Regions from separate parts of the Rattus norvegicus genome. Here region 2 is linked to region 1. A link is a contact called in public Hi-C data. All regions are on one chromosome and are shown on one strand. The core of a region is the stretch at or near the end of the contact, and the rest is flanking DNA. Distances in the headings are between cores, read along the strand shown. Region 1 overlaps Capzb (capping actin protein of muscle Z-line subunit beta). Region 2 overlaps Capzb (capping actin protein of muscle Z-line subunit beta).

Region 1 (7,851 bases), core at 3,232-5,731:
TCTGATGCTCAAGGAAGGTACCCACACATGCCCGTTAGTGGGTCAGATGGACAGCTGAGAGGAGGAGAAAGAAGGACAAACAGATGTGTGGATGGGCTACCCATGCTGTGAGGTGAGCGCTACAATGTGGGAGCTCACCTATAGGAGTCCCCGTCTCTGTTGTAGTCACACAAAAGGTAGTCCTTGCCCACCACCTTGTCTCTGGCAATTTTCAGGGGCTGGTCAACAGAAGACAGGAGATCTTCACACAGACTGGGGACCTGGCAGAAAGAGAGGACATGGAGAAATGTCATTAAAATAACCCCCAATTCAGGACCAGGTTAACATCTGGCTTGTAGTGCCCTGCCAAAATTCGGAATCTGTCTGTTACTCTCCACATATGCCCAACACCAACCATGTTTCTCTATAAAGAAACCTGGCCATGAGATGTTGTGGAGCGTGACTTCCAACGCAGTCTTTCCAAAGCCGGGTGTGGCTTTAATTACCTGACCACCAGGGTGGTCTGTGAGTATGAGGATGTGTGTGCTGGGTATTGGTCTCTGGTGGACAAAATACCAGCTCAGGCTCTGAGAAGAAGGCAAACACTTCAAATACACAGGAATGTGAAGAACTCAAAGAATAACGGGGCTCTGGAGAACTCCCACAGGCTCCCATGCCGGCCGGGTGGAGTTTCCAGCTCTTTCCAGGCCTCAGGCCAAGCATTACCAGGCCGTTCCTAGCCGGCTGTGTCTGTTACAGAGGTGGATGTCCACACGCTTTCCACACAGAGCACAGTCCACTCACCTGTAGAGCGGAGGGCAAACAGCTTGGTGGCCCAGCTTGGTGGGCTGGAACAAGTCATAAGGTGCTGTCAATCAATTCCTACCACAGCCTTTGGGGGAGCAGACCAGGGCTGCCTCCTCCCAACACAAACATTGGTCTCCAGGAGGGGATCCTGGCAGAGTGGATGCTTTTCTGTTCGAGTCATTTCTACACTGTCTCCGCGTCCTGACTTTCTCATCTCAGAGCCTCATCATTTACCAGAAGAGGGGCTGCTAACAGAGGGGGCCATGCAGCTCAGATCACGTGTCCCTCCCAAAGGCCAGCACTACTAGGACAACCAGGCTCTGACGCTGCATGCTACCATCCACATCACAGTCCAGTGTACAAAGTGCTACCTGGCACTGAAGCACCTCTTGCTCCATGGGATGGTCCAACTCTTACACATACATCGGTCCCCAAGGAGAAGCATACACCTCCAGCCCAAGCATGGTGTGCTTGTCTTCAGAACCTGGTCCACATGCACCTGTGCACTCACCCAACCAACAGGCAAGGTCATTTCCAAAGTTAGCTTTGGCGACACCCCTCTCTGTTACCTCTAAATGCCTGTGGGACGTGAAGCCAGGTATCACAAAGTATGCTCTTGGCCTAAACGCTCAGACTAGGGCATGAAGTGGGTAACCAAGGACTTCTAGATTACAGAGCTGAGACCGAGTCATTAAAGCTGCCCAAGACTCACATCAACAGTCAGCAGGGAATACAGAAATCCAATCCTGGGCTAGGTGACTCCCAAGCTCCTTCAGCCTGTCACTCTGGTCCCTAAGGACAGTGAGCAGCAATGGTACCAAGCTCCTCCCAGCCCCCACTGCAGCTCAGTTATAGCTAGGTCCTCCACCTGGGACACCCTAGCTGGGTCTGAGGCACTTGCTGTATTTTTTTGGCCCAGTGAAATGACTCTGGCAGCTGTGTGCTACCCTTCGTGCTGTAGCCTGCCACCAAGGATCCATTCGAGCCACTGGGCTGCTACTGGGGTCTTCATGCAGTTGTCAAGTCCTCTTTGTGTGGACTCTATTGGCTGTCTGCTAATACTGGGTAGCAGTTCCAGCCCTCTGTACCTCAGTGCACCTTGCTGCTTCTGATGGCAGATGCTGAGGGATGCTTGGGAAGACAGAGCTCCTTCGCCAGCCAAGCTGGCAAGACAATGGGAGCTGCCAGGAGAGGCTCCATTTCTAGCTGGCACGGTTATGTACACTGGTAATCCTAGAAGCTTAGGAGGCTGAGAGAAGACAAAGATTTGAGTCCATGAGTTCCACATCACTGTGACCAGGCCTGGTGGCACAGTTCTGTAAGCCTAAATACTTGGAAGGCTGAGGCAGGAGGATCCTAAGACCAAAGACTGGCTGGGTTGTAGAGTGAGTTTCAAGCATACTCGAATACTTAAGACCTTGAGTTAAGAGGAACTAGACATCTGGGAAGATGATTTAGTGGTAGAGTGCTTGCCTGCTGTGCATGAGGTCCTCAGTTCAATTCTCAGAGTCTCAAGTAAGCAGCAAAAGGAACAAATAACCTCACACCACACTGAAGCCCAAGCCCAGCCTTCCACGGCAACGACAGGAAGACAGAACCAGGCAAACCACGGAGACGAGGCACCCTGAAGGGCTGACCCTGGACTGTGCAAGCCCACAAGTCCCTAGCAACCACAGAAGAACACACACTCAACTGAGCCCCACCGTGGCAGCACACCGTGGAAAGCTACAGAGATCTTGCAGGACACAGGATGTGCCTGAGAGCACACAAGTACCTAGGATGGGTCACGGCTGGCTGGCTCTGACTGCTCAGGTCCCTGAAAGACACGTTCTGAATGTGGGCCATACTTTTAAGTTCTGTTTGCATCAGTTCCTCTTCTGATCAAAGACAATCTGGTCTGGAGTAAGGACACTATGCTTGTCACTGGAAACAAGTACAGACTATACAGTATGGCAGCTGCCCCAGACGCTTGTGCGTGAGTGCGTGTGTGCGTGTGTGCATGTGTGTGTGTGTGCATGTGTGTGTGTGTGTCTGTGTACCATGTGTCAGTCCTGCTCTGTGTGTGTGTGTGTACCATGTATCAGTCCTGCTGTTTGTGTGTGTGTGTGTGTGTATACACACCATGTGTCAGTCCTGCCCCCCATCCTGCCCACCCTCCACCTTCCCAACACTGGCCTACTAGCTGTCTCTTCAACATGCTAGTTTGTATAAAAACCCTCCCCACTGAGAGTTGGTGGTACAGAAACTGTAGGCTGCTGAGTTAAATGTGAATTTCAGATTCACAAGGAAGACCATTCCAGTCTGACCATGCCTCGAATATTAATTACACAGGACAGCTCTTTATTTGTTCAATCTAAAACTCCACCACGTTTCCGATGTCTCCTTCAGCCCCACCCCAGACTCCCATTTCTCCCCAGGAGTCCCATGGACGGATGGCACAAGGACTGTGACTGCTCCTGAGCTGGCTATCCTAACACCACCAGCAGGGCCTATTCTTCCCTGCCTGTGTCCATCTCCCGGGTCAACGCTGTGCCCAGGGAGTCATGAGGGGACCCCCTAGGCAAGCACCATGTCCTGTCGGCTGCAGAGGGCTCTCAATCTAAGCTTGGGTCCCAGGGGAGTAGGCATAGGGTCTTTGCCTGAGCGCATACCAGAGAAAAGAGGCTGCTCAGGTCTGAGAGCCAATCAATCACTCCTGCCCCTGGCTGTGTCACTCTTCAGGGTGTCAGAATCCTGAGTTTGCAGCAATAAATGAGCGGAATGACCAGGTCCAGCCACCCAAGTCTACTTTGTGCATTTGGCTGCTCTCCGCACTGCCACAGGACCTACCCGCCATCATTAGCTTCTGTATAGAACGTCCATCTAACACCAACGGTGCTGGCTAAATCAGGCTGCTGAGGCTTCAAGTTAATTTCCAGTGACTTGGAATAGTAACGCTATACCACTGCTGGGACAGGCCCTGCCTTCACTCTGGACAGAGAGCTCAGAGGGAAGCCACTAGCCAAGCGGCAGGAACTACTATTCTCACCTGGGTTTGGGTTCAGTCCAAGCACAGCAAAGAAAGCTTTAACAAGAGACAGGACAGTGGCACATACCTGTAGTCAAACTAACCCAGGGGCTGAGACAGAAGGATCACATGACTCAATGATTGAGTTCAGGATCCACAGAGGCAACATAGAAAAACCAGACAACAGTGATGATAAACCATTAAAAAGACGACTGTCTTTCACTGTGGGATCCAGTCTATTAACTCCATCACCAAGGACTGTCTGTCACCGTGGGATCCAGTCTATTACCTCCATCACCAAGGACTGTCTGTCACCATGGGATCCAGTCTACTACTCATCACCAGGACTGGTTTTTTTCCTTTAAAACTACACTCACTCACTCACTCACTCACTCACTCACTCACTCACTCTTTGAGGAAGGTGCCCATGCCATAGCGTAGATATAGAGGTCAGAGGTCACTTGTGAGCGTTGGTTCTCTCCTTCCACTACATGGAACCTGGGAATCGAACTCAGGTCCTCAGCTTGGTGGCAATGCTTTTACCCACTGTGCCATCCTGCTGGCCTACAGACCCTTACTTTAAAGAGGCACACAGGGCCTAAGAAACAAGCTGCCCCAAGCCATACAGGCCAGTAGCCAGTGCCTAAGGAAGGGCACAGGGACACAGTTCAGCTGGGTTGAGAGATAAATCACAGCGCTGCTCTTGCCCAAATGGCGGACTTCCCTACTATCTAACCCAACAGCTGATCTCATGAAAGCGACACAAATCAGAAGCTTCCGGCCACAAGCAAGGCTGTGTGCACTGTCATATGGTTCCACTTTGCCTCTTCCTCTTCTCCATTAGTTATTAATGTTGAAAAAAAATTGTTCAACCAGAAAAAGAAACTTGAGATGGACCCTAAAAAAAAAAAAAAAAAAAAAAAAAAAAAAAACCACACACACACACAAAAGCTGGAGTGGCTCAACTCCCAGGATAATCTAATCCCTGGCGCCCTTGCCTTTCAGAAGTGAACCTTTGGACCTTGATTTTTTTAAATAATGGCCAAATGAACACATTCCATCTTTTGATCTGCCTGCTGGCTGAGCGCCCGCCACTGGAAAGATAAGGATCGAAAGCAGACCCTGTCCACTCGGTGCACATGAGTGATGGCGAGCCCGTGACTGGGGAGAGTCTTGGCTCGTCCCACTCCAGACAAATGGGGTGGGTGCCAGAGACCCCAATGGCCAGCAGGGGGCTCTGCTTACAACCTGATTCTTCTGTTTTTCTCAAGGCCCCGAAGTTACGCTCTTAAAAAACAATGAAAGCAACAAGAGTGTTCTTAGAGGTACACATGCCAGCATCGGAACAAAGTACACAATGAGAAATCAAACACAGGTCCAAACCCTGCTCTGCCATCGCCAGCCTCCTAACCAGGAACTGGGGGTTACAGCACCCTTCGAGAAGCTCTTTCCATATACTAAGTACCAAGTGCCTGCTGTAGGCACAGGGTGAGGTGGCGAAGTTGCCACCACCACAGACAAACATATACTGCAGTTCTCTGACAGCATGGTCCAGCCAGGGAACAGGCGAGAAATGGGAAGATGCATATCAACAGGACACCCATCTTAGGACTGCCAGGGCAGGAAAGAAACCTGAGGACACTAGGTGAGGCTAGGGGTCAAGGGACAACACAAGAATGACAGGAAAAGGGGTTGGGGATTTAGCTCAGTGGTAGAGCACTTGCCTAGCAAGCACAAGGCCCTGGGTTCGGTCCTCAGCTCTGAAAAAAAAAAAAAAAAAAAAAAGGAAAAAAAAAAAAAGAATGACAGGAATGGGGTTGGAGAGATGGCTCAGCGGTTAAGAGCACCCGACTACTCTTCCAGAGGTCCTGAGTTCAATTCCCAGCAACCACATGGTGGCTTACAACCATCTGTAAAGAGATCCGATGCCCTCTTCTGGTGTGTCTGAAGATAACTACAGTGTACTTATATATAATAAATGAATAAATCTTAAAAAAAAAAAAAAGAATGACAGGAATGATAAGGAAAACAGGAGGGGGGTCTGCACACAGCTCTGCAGCAAGAAACCACCAAGGCAAGTGTGAGAATGGCCCCTGCAAGTCACCACAGCAAGTCACAGAAGGCCAAGGCAAGCTGTCCCAACCCTGTCAGGCTGGGAGGACAGGGAAGGAGACTGAGTAGCAGTGCTTATTTGCACCCACTACCCACCAAGCAGGACCCCAGCACACATAACAGGGTGTGGCCCCAGATCCTCTATTCTTCAGGCCCCACCTCTGTTCTTCACTGAAAGACACTATAAACCTCATTTGAATACCCTGCCCTGTAGGGTCATTATTAATACCATTATGTGTACATGTGAAACATAAGAAATCCCTTCCCAACTTCAAAATGCTAAGTGAGTCACCAACCTGCCTTTGAGACAGCTGGAAAGGTAGCCTTGCCCCTGGATGGCTCCCATAGTGGGCTAGTGCTCTGGTGACTAAGGGCCCAGAGCAAATGGGGATGAGATGCCCAGCACAGACAAAGCATTGGACAAGCCATGGGGATGCGGCTCTTTACAACATAAATGAATAGATCGGGACCGGCTTATGGTCTCCAAAGCTGCTGAGTTATACTCATGGTGCAGCACGGGGTTTCAGGCTCAGGGAGCGGGAGTGTGGCCCCACACCCTTTTCTCTATCTTAGGGTTCCACCAACACAGGCAGTCGGTAAGCTCTGGCTCAGTTTTAGACCTTGAACATTTCATGGTCATGGCTTAGATAATTTTCTTATCTCTGTGTCACCCAGGACAGGATTCTCAGAGTTTGACCAAAGCTCACAGCACTCTGTGGAGGCCCTGCCCCCCACCACATACAAATTACATATACCCTGTGGGCCAGGAGGGAGCATCGTGGTCATACCAGCTTCTCCCAGCTCCATGCTCAACTGGGACCCATTCATCAATGCCAGTGCCAAGCAGCTAAGCAGCTAAGACCAAGTCACCACAAAACAGCCAGGGTGTCACGTAGCCCAGGTCAGCCTCGGATTTCCTATGTAGCCAAGGATGACCCTGACCACGTGAGCCTCTTGCTTCTTTGTCCTGAATTCTGAGATTATGGGCATGCACCACAACACCCAATTTATGCAGTGCTGGAGGTTGAACCCAAGATTTTATGCATACTAACTAGGTAAGTCCTCCACTAACTAAGCCACATTCCCCACACACTGCCTTTCCTTTGACACACACTCACTGTACAGCCTTGGCTGTCCTAGAACTCACTCTGTAGACCAGGCTGCCTCCAGGTGCTATTAAAAACATGTGCCACTCCTGGCAAATACTTTTTAACATGCATGGGTGTTGTGTTTGTGCATCATGTATGTACAGTGCCTGCAGAGGCCAGAGGAGGGCGTCAGACTCCTTGGAACAGGAGTTAAAGGCAGTTGTGAACTACCACGTGAGTACTGAGACTTGAACCCAGGTCCTCTGAAAGAAAGAGCAACTAGTGCTCGTAACAACTGGGCCATCTCTTCAGCTTCACATGGATTTTAAAGGGAAGCAGGGAGATGGTAAAGCCCTGGCTCCTTCAGGCATCCCAATTCCAAATTCCTCCTACAACTAACTGCCTCCCGCTGCCCAGCCCACATTCCTGGCCTAGTTCAAACATTCCGGGGAAGGAGACTGAGCATGTTATACTCTTACCAAATGCTTTTACCTGTCTCCCAAATCAAGCCTGTTTATGAGACAATCTAGGCACTCCTTGCCCAGGACGGAGTCTGCCAGCCCTGGAGAAGAAAGACTTTCTGCCTCTGGTCTTTGGAAGACGCCTAGCTCTCTCCAATTCACTTTTATGCTCTTGTTTTTAAACTTATCAATCAAAATGTAGAATCTAAGTTAAGGGGACAGCATCAGACCCTCCTGGTCACAGGCTCTTGAGCTACACATTCAGCAGCATAAAATCCAACGGTAGGGCAGGAAAGTGACCCCAAGCAAAAAGGGACTTGGGAGACTTGCTGAGCGACAAGCATTTTGGAGCGATGGAATCTGAAACACTAACACAGAAGGGGAAGAGAGCCCTGTG
Region 2 (7,851 bases), core at 1,747-4,246, 36 kb before region 1:
AATGTCTCTATTACAGGTCTGAGTCACGACACCTGGCCTGCTCTTTCTTGGTCTCCCATGGGAGACTTCACACAGTACTTCACATAGGACCAAATAAGAAACCAGGACTGAGTCGGGGACATCACCAACACGGGTGGCAAGCATGCAACCGTCGCAGCCAGGGGGATGACCAGCCTGCCTGGAAGGGATTAGCGGGCGCTGGGCCCTCCTCAGTCCCCAGGGAAGGCCATGCACGTCTGGAGAGAGGCAGGTGAGCAAGAACGCACGGCCAGCACTGATTGTGTCCCAGTTTCTTTTTATTTATTTTTTTTGTTCTTTTTTTCCTTTTTTTTTTTTAAGTATGGAGGCTCAAGTAGAAGATGTAGATTTTTTTTGTCTGTTTAAGCTTTACAAAAAACAAAATAAAACAAAAAACTCCTTTTGCATTCCATAAAAATTTGACAGAAAAGCACCTGGCCAGAGAGCAGCGGTCGCCAGCCCCGCCCCCACCCCCACCGCGGTCTCCTTGGGACAAGGGCACACCTGCTCTGCGCAGGACAGTGCTGAGGACATGTCTCCTTCCTCCATAGCTGTCCCCTGTCCCCCGGCCCCCGGCTCCAAGCAACCCCCAAACACACACGGATCAGAGCTCCAGTTTCCCTTCTTTCACACACCAGTTAGTTCATAAAATTTTTTTGTTTTACATTTTTTACACCAATGTAACAAAAAGACGGAGGGAGGATGTCAGACAGTGCGCCTGTGCCTACAAACGGGCAAGGGAAGGAAGGGGACAGGCGAACAAAGCCACACGGTCTCTATGGAAACGTCGTGGGAAGCAGGCCTTGGAGCCAGAGGGTGGTTATTGGACTTTATTTTGGGGGAGAGATGGCGCTGCGTGGTCGATGCAAACTGTTATGTGACCGTCAGGGAGGGAAAGGAAGAGGGAAAAGGAGCAGAAAACGAGTTTTCTAAAGAAAGGAACCTAACGAGTGCATGGCGTGTCCGGTTAGCGTGAAGCAGGTCTTTAACACTGCTGCTTTCTCTTCAAGGCTTCCACCAGGTCATTCTTAAGGGCTTCCTGCTTTGATTTGTCTGCAAACGTCTGCACAGACCTGCCAGGGGAGGAGAGAGAACATCAACAGGCAGAACAATGACAAGAGGGAGGTGGCCTTTGGCCACTGTGGGGTGCCAGGCTGCAGTCTATCCTGGGGAGTTGGAGGGGGCCCAGGGCCTGCACCTTAGTACCTTGCTGGCCATCATGAACAGAGGTCATCTCTGCCCAAGGGTGTGGGTGACCTGGCCTTTAGATCCCTAGTTCCAAGGATGGTGGTGCAGGCCTGAAGCTGTTGGGAGCTTTCAGAAACCTTGCAGCCTGGGCCTTCTACCTCACAGCTGCTGCCCATGTTTCTGGCAGAGCGGTGAAGGCTCAGACAGTGAGGACCTTTGAATGAATCATCCACCCCACCCCCTCCGTCTGCAGCAGAGGCTGGGCTCCTTACCCAGAAGAAAGTGTAGCAACCCCTCTTTCCTACCAAATGCTTAGGAAGAAGCCTCTGCATGGCTGAGGCACTGGGATCTCTGCTGCAGGTCAGTGCTGCTGGCTGCAAACCCAGCCCATCAGAGCCCCGCAAGCCTGCATTCTCAAAGGCAGTCCTTGGAGAGGGAGAGCACTCTGGACCCTGTTGTAGCATAGTGAGTTGGCAGGGAAGCACCAAAGCCCACGCAGCTAAGGCTTGAAGACAGTTACAATGAGCAAAGTGCTTTGGGCACACATCTCAGTCCTCAGAAGCCCTCTCAGGGTGGATCCTCATCATCAATGCTGATTTCCAGATCAGGCAAGGAAACAGAGCTGGAGAAAGGGCCCCCGATGGTTCTGTTCACAACACATCGGTTAGTTAAGAGCGCACTAAACTATGTGCAGCAACTGTTGAGAGCTCATAAGCGGTGGAAGAGGCAGGCACATGCTCGACAAGCGGCTCAAGTTCACACGGTGAGAGCACTATGGAAAGTTTGTCCTCAAGTGCTGAAATGGGGGCGGGGAAGACAGAATAGGACAGAGAGGCGACTTGTGAAAATGCTCGAGGAGTCTTCAAGACGGTGAGGACAGGACCTGAGCCTGAAGCCACTGATGGCGTGTGAGCTGCTGCCCCTCAAGTATACGCTTGCCTCCTTTGGGTGTTCAGGATCTCAAGCCTGCCAGTGAGGAGCAGTGTGAGGGCTCAGGCAGAACTGAGGTTGGGCAGGGAGAGGGGCACGTGTGGCTGGGCTCCCCACAGGGTATCTCTAGTTTGCTAGGGATGGCAGGAGGAGTGTTCCTTAAAAGGGGTTTCTCCACAGGGAGGCCTGGAGATGCCATCCAGGCTAGAACTGCAGGCTGCTTTAGACCTGAAGTCAGCACATGGACCAGACCACAGTGGCAGGGGAGTCCTCACAGGCCCTTGTCTGGGCTAGGCCTTTGGTGTCCAGCCCTGGGGCCTGTGGGTCCCTCAAGCCTTGTTTTAAAGCCCCCTCCTGAGATGCTGGCTGCATCTGCATTTGTGTTTGTCACAAGCCAAGTCATGGTTGTTGGCCATTGTCAACAAGCAAGATTGTTTTCCTTCCCATCAGCATGGTTGCCAGAGGACAGCTGCAGCTCGTCAGGAGCGGGTGTGGGCACAGAGCGCCTGGCAGTGGCCAGTCTGGAGGCCTGCAGGCCTGGCTTGGGGAGAAGTGCTCAACCACTCTCGGAGACTTAGAGGGAGACCATGCTTTCCAAGTCAGGGGCCCAAGGGCCCTGAGGTGTAGCTTCGGGACTTGTAGGATCCTTGGTAGAGGAGGTGGGAGGACCTGGCTATGCTGTCAGACCTGAGGTGAGTCAGCAGAAGCAGGGCACACAGCCCTTGCCCCTCAGGCCAGTGGAGTTGGGTGCACCTGGCGCCCTCTGCTGGAGAGGCTGTGACAGCGTCACAGGTTGAGCTCCATCAGGAGTGATAGCTTAAACCTGGCCTTTGCCCAGAGTCCAGAGTGCAGAGCACACACACCACACACACATGTTCACACTATGTGGGGCTAAGGCTATGCGTTAATGTGGCTGCCCACCGGCTGTGAGCGGACACAGGTTAGTGGCGGGGTCTCGGCGGGTTGGTGAGTCCTGTTTAGTGGGGAGGCCTCACACCCTTCAGACAGGATACCTGGGTCGGCTCAATTATCAGGCTGGATGTAGACCTGGCGCTGGGTCAGCACTTGAGAAAGTTCCCTCTGCAACTGCTTAAACTTGTGGTTGTCGGGGATAGCGTCAAGAGATCTAGAGAGTGTTCAGAGAGGATGAAGCCGCAGCGAGAGAGCAACAGCAGCGCCAAACGAGAGCCTGGCAGCCGTGGGAAAGGCAGAGGCAGAGAAGGCCACCACGGCACTGAGGCGGCTGCACACCGAAACCAGAGGTCTATGCTGGCAGTGACCCTGGTCTTTAGGGGTTCACACCTGTGTCCACACAGGCTTAGCTGTTCCTCATGCCTCCCTCATTACGGGGAATTGTGGAGGCCAGCCTGGCGGGGGTCCTGGCCCTCAGTGTCAGGCCTGATCAGATACTCAGGACCACTGGGGACCAGGAGGGGCTGCCTTACCTAAGGAAGCCTGCTGGGTGAACTCACAAGTGACACCCTGTCTTTCTGTTGACTGCAAAGGAACCTGGGCCAGGGAATGACATCAGAAGATTGGCTCCACAAACCCACAGCAGAGCTGGGCTGCAAAACCCTTCCCCATCATATCAGCTCTCCTACCCCGTCGGCACCCTGCCTCCCGGATGGGACAAGGCCACCGAGAAAGGAGTGGGAAAAGAGGAAGGAGCTCAGATGGGATCCTGGCCACATGACTCCAAGGCCAGTGCTATCTCGGTCCCTCCTCAGTCACGTCCCCGGTCCCCAGCTGGGTCCTGCCTCCCACTCACACTACAGCGAAGCCCGAGGCCTCAGTGAGTCCTCCCTGCTTCTGTAGAGCCCAGAGCTCTCACACGGACCCCAGGCCAGGATGTTCAGCTCTCTGCAGTGTCTTGAGATCTGTGTGGGGGTCAGTGGCCAACTCCACAGAGAAGGCATCAAAGGTTGCTGTGGTCAATGAGCCCAGCAACCAGAACTGGTAGAGGACACAAAGTGCTGAGCCAACTTCTGAGCCTTTCAAACTGCGAAGCCATCCCTGACCATGTCTTGTGCTGAGGAGCTGAGAGCCCAGGCTCAGATCACTAAGGAGTCCAGGAATCAAGCCCTAGATTTGGCACATTACCTCAGCCCGTTGACGATGTCCTTTGTTTTTCCAAAGTAGATCTCATTCAGCGTGCTTCTGATTTTGTTTTCCATGTCCTGGGAAGGGAGGTGAGTCAGTGGAGCCCGCAACCAGAAGCCAAGGCCCACACCCACCTGTCACCATCCAACCTGCAGTCCTTGCCTTGGCCACAGGGTGGAGCTGTGGGGCCACTCCCTTGTGCTAAGAGCCAGTGCCAGGCTGCCAGAACCCCACCTACAATTTGTGTTTTGGGTCTTTCCTTAGGCATGGAGGAAGCCAACACCTAGGGGCTGATGGCCAATTCTGACCACTGCTGGGAGCAGGTCTAAACCACATCACCAGAGCACTGCCTGGCCACCATCTCTGTGAACAGTTCTGTGAAACCAGAGAACGTATCTCCAGTCCAAACAACACTCCCCACTTCCAAACGGGACGTGGTGACAGGCGAGACTGTAGCAGCCGCAAGTGAAGCTGCTCCAAGGCCCCTAGTGTTCCAACGATCTGTTTGCACCCTGGGTTCAGATCACTGTTCACACACAGCGATCAGGGGAAACAAGGCCGAGCAGAGGCTCTGGGGTGGGTGGGCCTGGAGCCGCCCCACTCACCTCCACCAGGCGCCCAATGTTGGCTATGTGTGGGGAACAGTCACTCACAGTTTCGTCCTTCTCCATCTGCAAAGACACATCATTTAGTCAGAGAAAGTTGCAGCTCCAGAAAGCAGCCTGCCACCAGCACCTCACCAATATTCCTGCACCTCAGTCCTCTGTCCCCAGGTGCTGTCCCTGTGTGTCACAGTCCTCTGGTGGCTGGTGGCTCTGTGGAGCTGTTGTCACAAGGTCACTTTTCTAGCACCAATGACTCAGGTTTCGGGTTGTAAGCAGCCCCGTCAGAAGGCATCCCGAAGCCCTACCATTTCTAGGGCAGAGTCTCTTGATGCTGCTCTGAGAATGGACTTCCCACTTAGCTCCTAGGGCCCCAACAGGGAGGGCAAAGAGCTGCATGGCCAGGTCACTCTGGCCTTGCCTGTCTTTATATACTCCTGGCAGCCACAGGTACAAACTGCTACCCAGACTTGGGTGAGGCCTGGGGTGGCACTGGAATCCTCCTGTATCCCAACACTGCCACATCCTGACCAGCCCAGCAATGGCAGCCATGGACCCTGTCAGCTGAGGCCCGGCTAGGAGGGACTCAGCCTTGTCCAGCACCCTCACCACTCCAAGGCCAGGAGCTAGCAGTGCAAGGGAATGTTAGACTCTGGGGTTACAAAGCACAGGGGCCAACAGCCAGCTCAGTGCATGAACGGAGGAGTTGGCAGGGAAATATGTATCTGCTGCTGGTCTGGTTTCCCAGTGGAGCCTTATCTCCCTGACAAGGGTACGACAGAGAAAAGGGAGAACGGCCATCTTCAGATTCACGGGGAACCAGGAGAGTACTAAGTATTTAAAATTGTCAGTGTCTCCAGTTCCTTATTCCTGGACAGGACAAGGACCACTGAGATCAAGGTGTGGCATAACTCAGGAGAAGAGCTGGTAAAGCCAGGCCATGTGTAGGGGTAATCCCAGGATGCCGCAGGGCTGAGTGGCCTGGATTCTGTCACTACATGTGACAGAGTGGGCCCAACTGGTTCTAACAGAATTGTTCAGACAGGCACCTACTTATACTATAGTTAGCACTGGATCGCTGAGGAGCAGTGGGATGGCCATTTAGTGCCATGCTGCAAGCTGAGAACCCAGTGTGGAGTAATAGTCTGGACCCAAGGGCCTTCCAGAGCCACATGACTCTGCAGAACAGAGTTCTGGTACTGAACTTAGTAAGGGATTTCACTAAAAGCTGCCCAAAGGAGATGATGATAGGGCTGAAAGAGTCATCAGTGTCTTGGTCCCTAGTCTAGACCCTGAACTTTGCTGGGCATGCTTTGGCAACAGGGTCCCAGGAAGTCTTAGACTGTGAAATGTCTTTACAAAGCTAGAGTAGTGAGTGTTCACAACTGCAATGACAGCCATGGTCCCATTTCAGGTGCGGTCAGCACGGTGCTGGTGGAGCATAATTGTTGCTGAGTGAAAGTCGACTGCTAAGATGACTGGTCGGTGTGTGCACTGAATACAGCTGGGAGCACGCCTCAGAGAAAGGACAGGGCTTGCCACCCACTTCTGAAAGGAGGTCTCAGAACCCAACATCCCGTATGGGAATGGTTGCTGTGTCAGGCCTCAAGACTGCCTGGAGCTCCTCTGGTGGGGGTTCTGACCCAGTGACCTGTGCTTCTCCAGCCTGGTCTCTCAGTCCCCTGCTTTACGCAGAGAGATCCTTGCCTCCACAAGGAAGGCTTTGGGTTTCTCAAGAGCCATTTTAGTGAGCTGTGGCAGCTGTGGTGAGCGCAGCTCGAGGGTTGAAGGGCTCTCACCACTGGACAGATAAGAGTCCTGTGAGCAACTCAGTCCCTTGTCCCAACATGGTGCTTCAGAATTAAGAGCCACCTTCCAGAAGAGAAAGGCCAGAACCACTAGACCCTTAAAGAATGAGTGTGTGTGTGTGTGTGTGTGTGTGTGTGTGTGTGTGTGTGTGTGTGTGTGAGACAGAGAGAGAGAGTGTGTGTGTGTGTGTAAGGGGGGGTGGACTCCCCAGGAGAACACAGGGGGCCTCGAAGCTCAAGATCCTGGCCCAGGCAGGCAGTTTCCACAGCCCCCTTGCCCGCCCCCACGGCGTCCCTCCTCTCCACACCTGGCTGGGGTCAGCTTGCTGGCAGCGCTGAGCCACCAGGAACAGAACTGTTTTTGTAACGCATATATTATTACACCCTCATAAAAGAAGCTGCCAGGAAGAAAACATTTTTATGTTCTGTGGCGGCACAGATGTCCCACAAGGTGGCTCCAACTGAGTCTAGAGTCAGGCCCCTGCTTGCTTGTCCCCATCAAGACCCTTTCCTCCTCTCTATGGCTGAGACGGGGAAAATCCAAGAAGAGCTTGAATCTGGTGACTGTAGTCCTCAAACAGGGGTGGCCAGCGTTTCCCACTCCACAAGTGTCTTTCCTAGTGAGTTCAGCTAACAAGAGGGCCGGCCAGCAGCAAGGTGGCTGCTTCTAGCTCATACCCAGGTGCACAGGGCCTTGCCCACCTTGACATCCAGGTTCTCGCCTTTACTGCACGCTAAGCTAATGAACACATATGCAGTGCCAGTGCATGCCTAGCAGCACATACTACTTGTTAAAGACGCACAATGCCCGGGCCCTGCCGCCCAAGTGCCCATCTGTGCCATCCACATGGGGCTGTCAGGCCAGAATTAACCCTGCCACCTAGCCAGAGACGATGCCCACACAGCATCCGAGGAAGAAGGCGTGTCCAAGGGTTGGACATGTGGAGGACTCATGGGAGCTGCGGAAAGAATCAGATTGGTGTGGGCTTTCAACTCTACAGAGCACACAGAACTTTAGAAAGTGTAAGATTTGGTCACAAGGCTGTGGGCGGACAGGGCTACAGCCTGGACCAAGTTCTGGAGGATTCTGAAGGCAGTTTTCTTTGAGACAGCCTCTCTGGTGGGTAGATATTTATATATGTTTACCAGAAAAGCCAAGGAAAAACCACAACTCTGGGTTCAGAAGTTCTGGGAAGCATTCAGTC

Evidence for each region. Hi-C and Micro-C count contacts between places; a contact is called where the count stands out from the background.
Region 2: a contact with region 1 is called in a Hi-C map of liver, with 3 times the contacts expected there. The contact joins two enhancer-like sites. A contact is called at or near these places in 5 of 12 Hi-C or Micro-C datasets (the A7r5 cell line, frontal cortex, liver and 1 more).

The regions. Positions count from the first base shown.
Region 1 is chr5:156,776,616-156,784,466 of GRCr8, reverse strand. Capzb (capping actin protein of muscle Z-line subunit beta) reads right to left here. Exons shown (of 9, transcript NM_001005903.1): 3 at 139-260. Among named protein-coding and RNA genes, the nearest start is that of Slc66a1, 55 kb to the left of the region's middle. Within about 2 kb of position 4,481, at least 4 of the 93 cell types and tissues checked have an H3K27ac peak or open chromatin away from gene starts, as enhancers often do. A contact at or near this core is called in liver, where this site is marked.
Region 2 is chr5:156,811,051-156,818,901 of GRCr8, reverse strand. It overlaps Capzb (capping actin protein of muscle Z-line subunit beta), which reads right to left. Exons shown (of 9, transcript NM_001005903.1): 7 at 4,842-4,907; 8 at 4,237-4,313; 9 at 279-1,091. The coding sequence ends at 1,004. Among named protein-coding and RNA genes, the nearest start is that of Slc66a1, 20 kb to the left of the region's middle. Within about 2 kb of position 2,996, at least 31 of the 93 cell types and tissues checked have an H3K27ac peak or open chromatin away from gene starts, as enhancers often do. A contact at or near this core is called in liver, where this site is marked.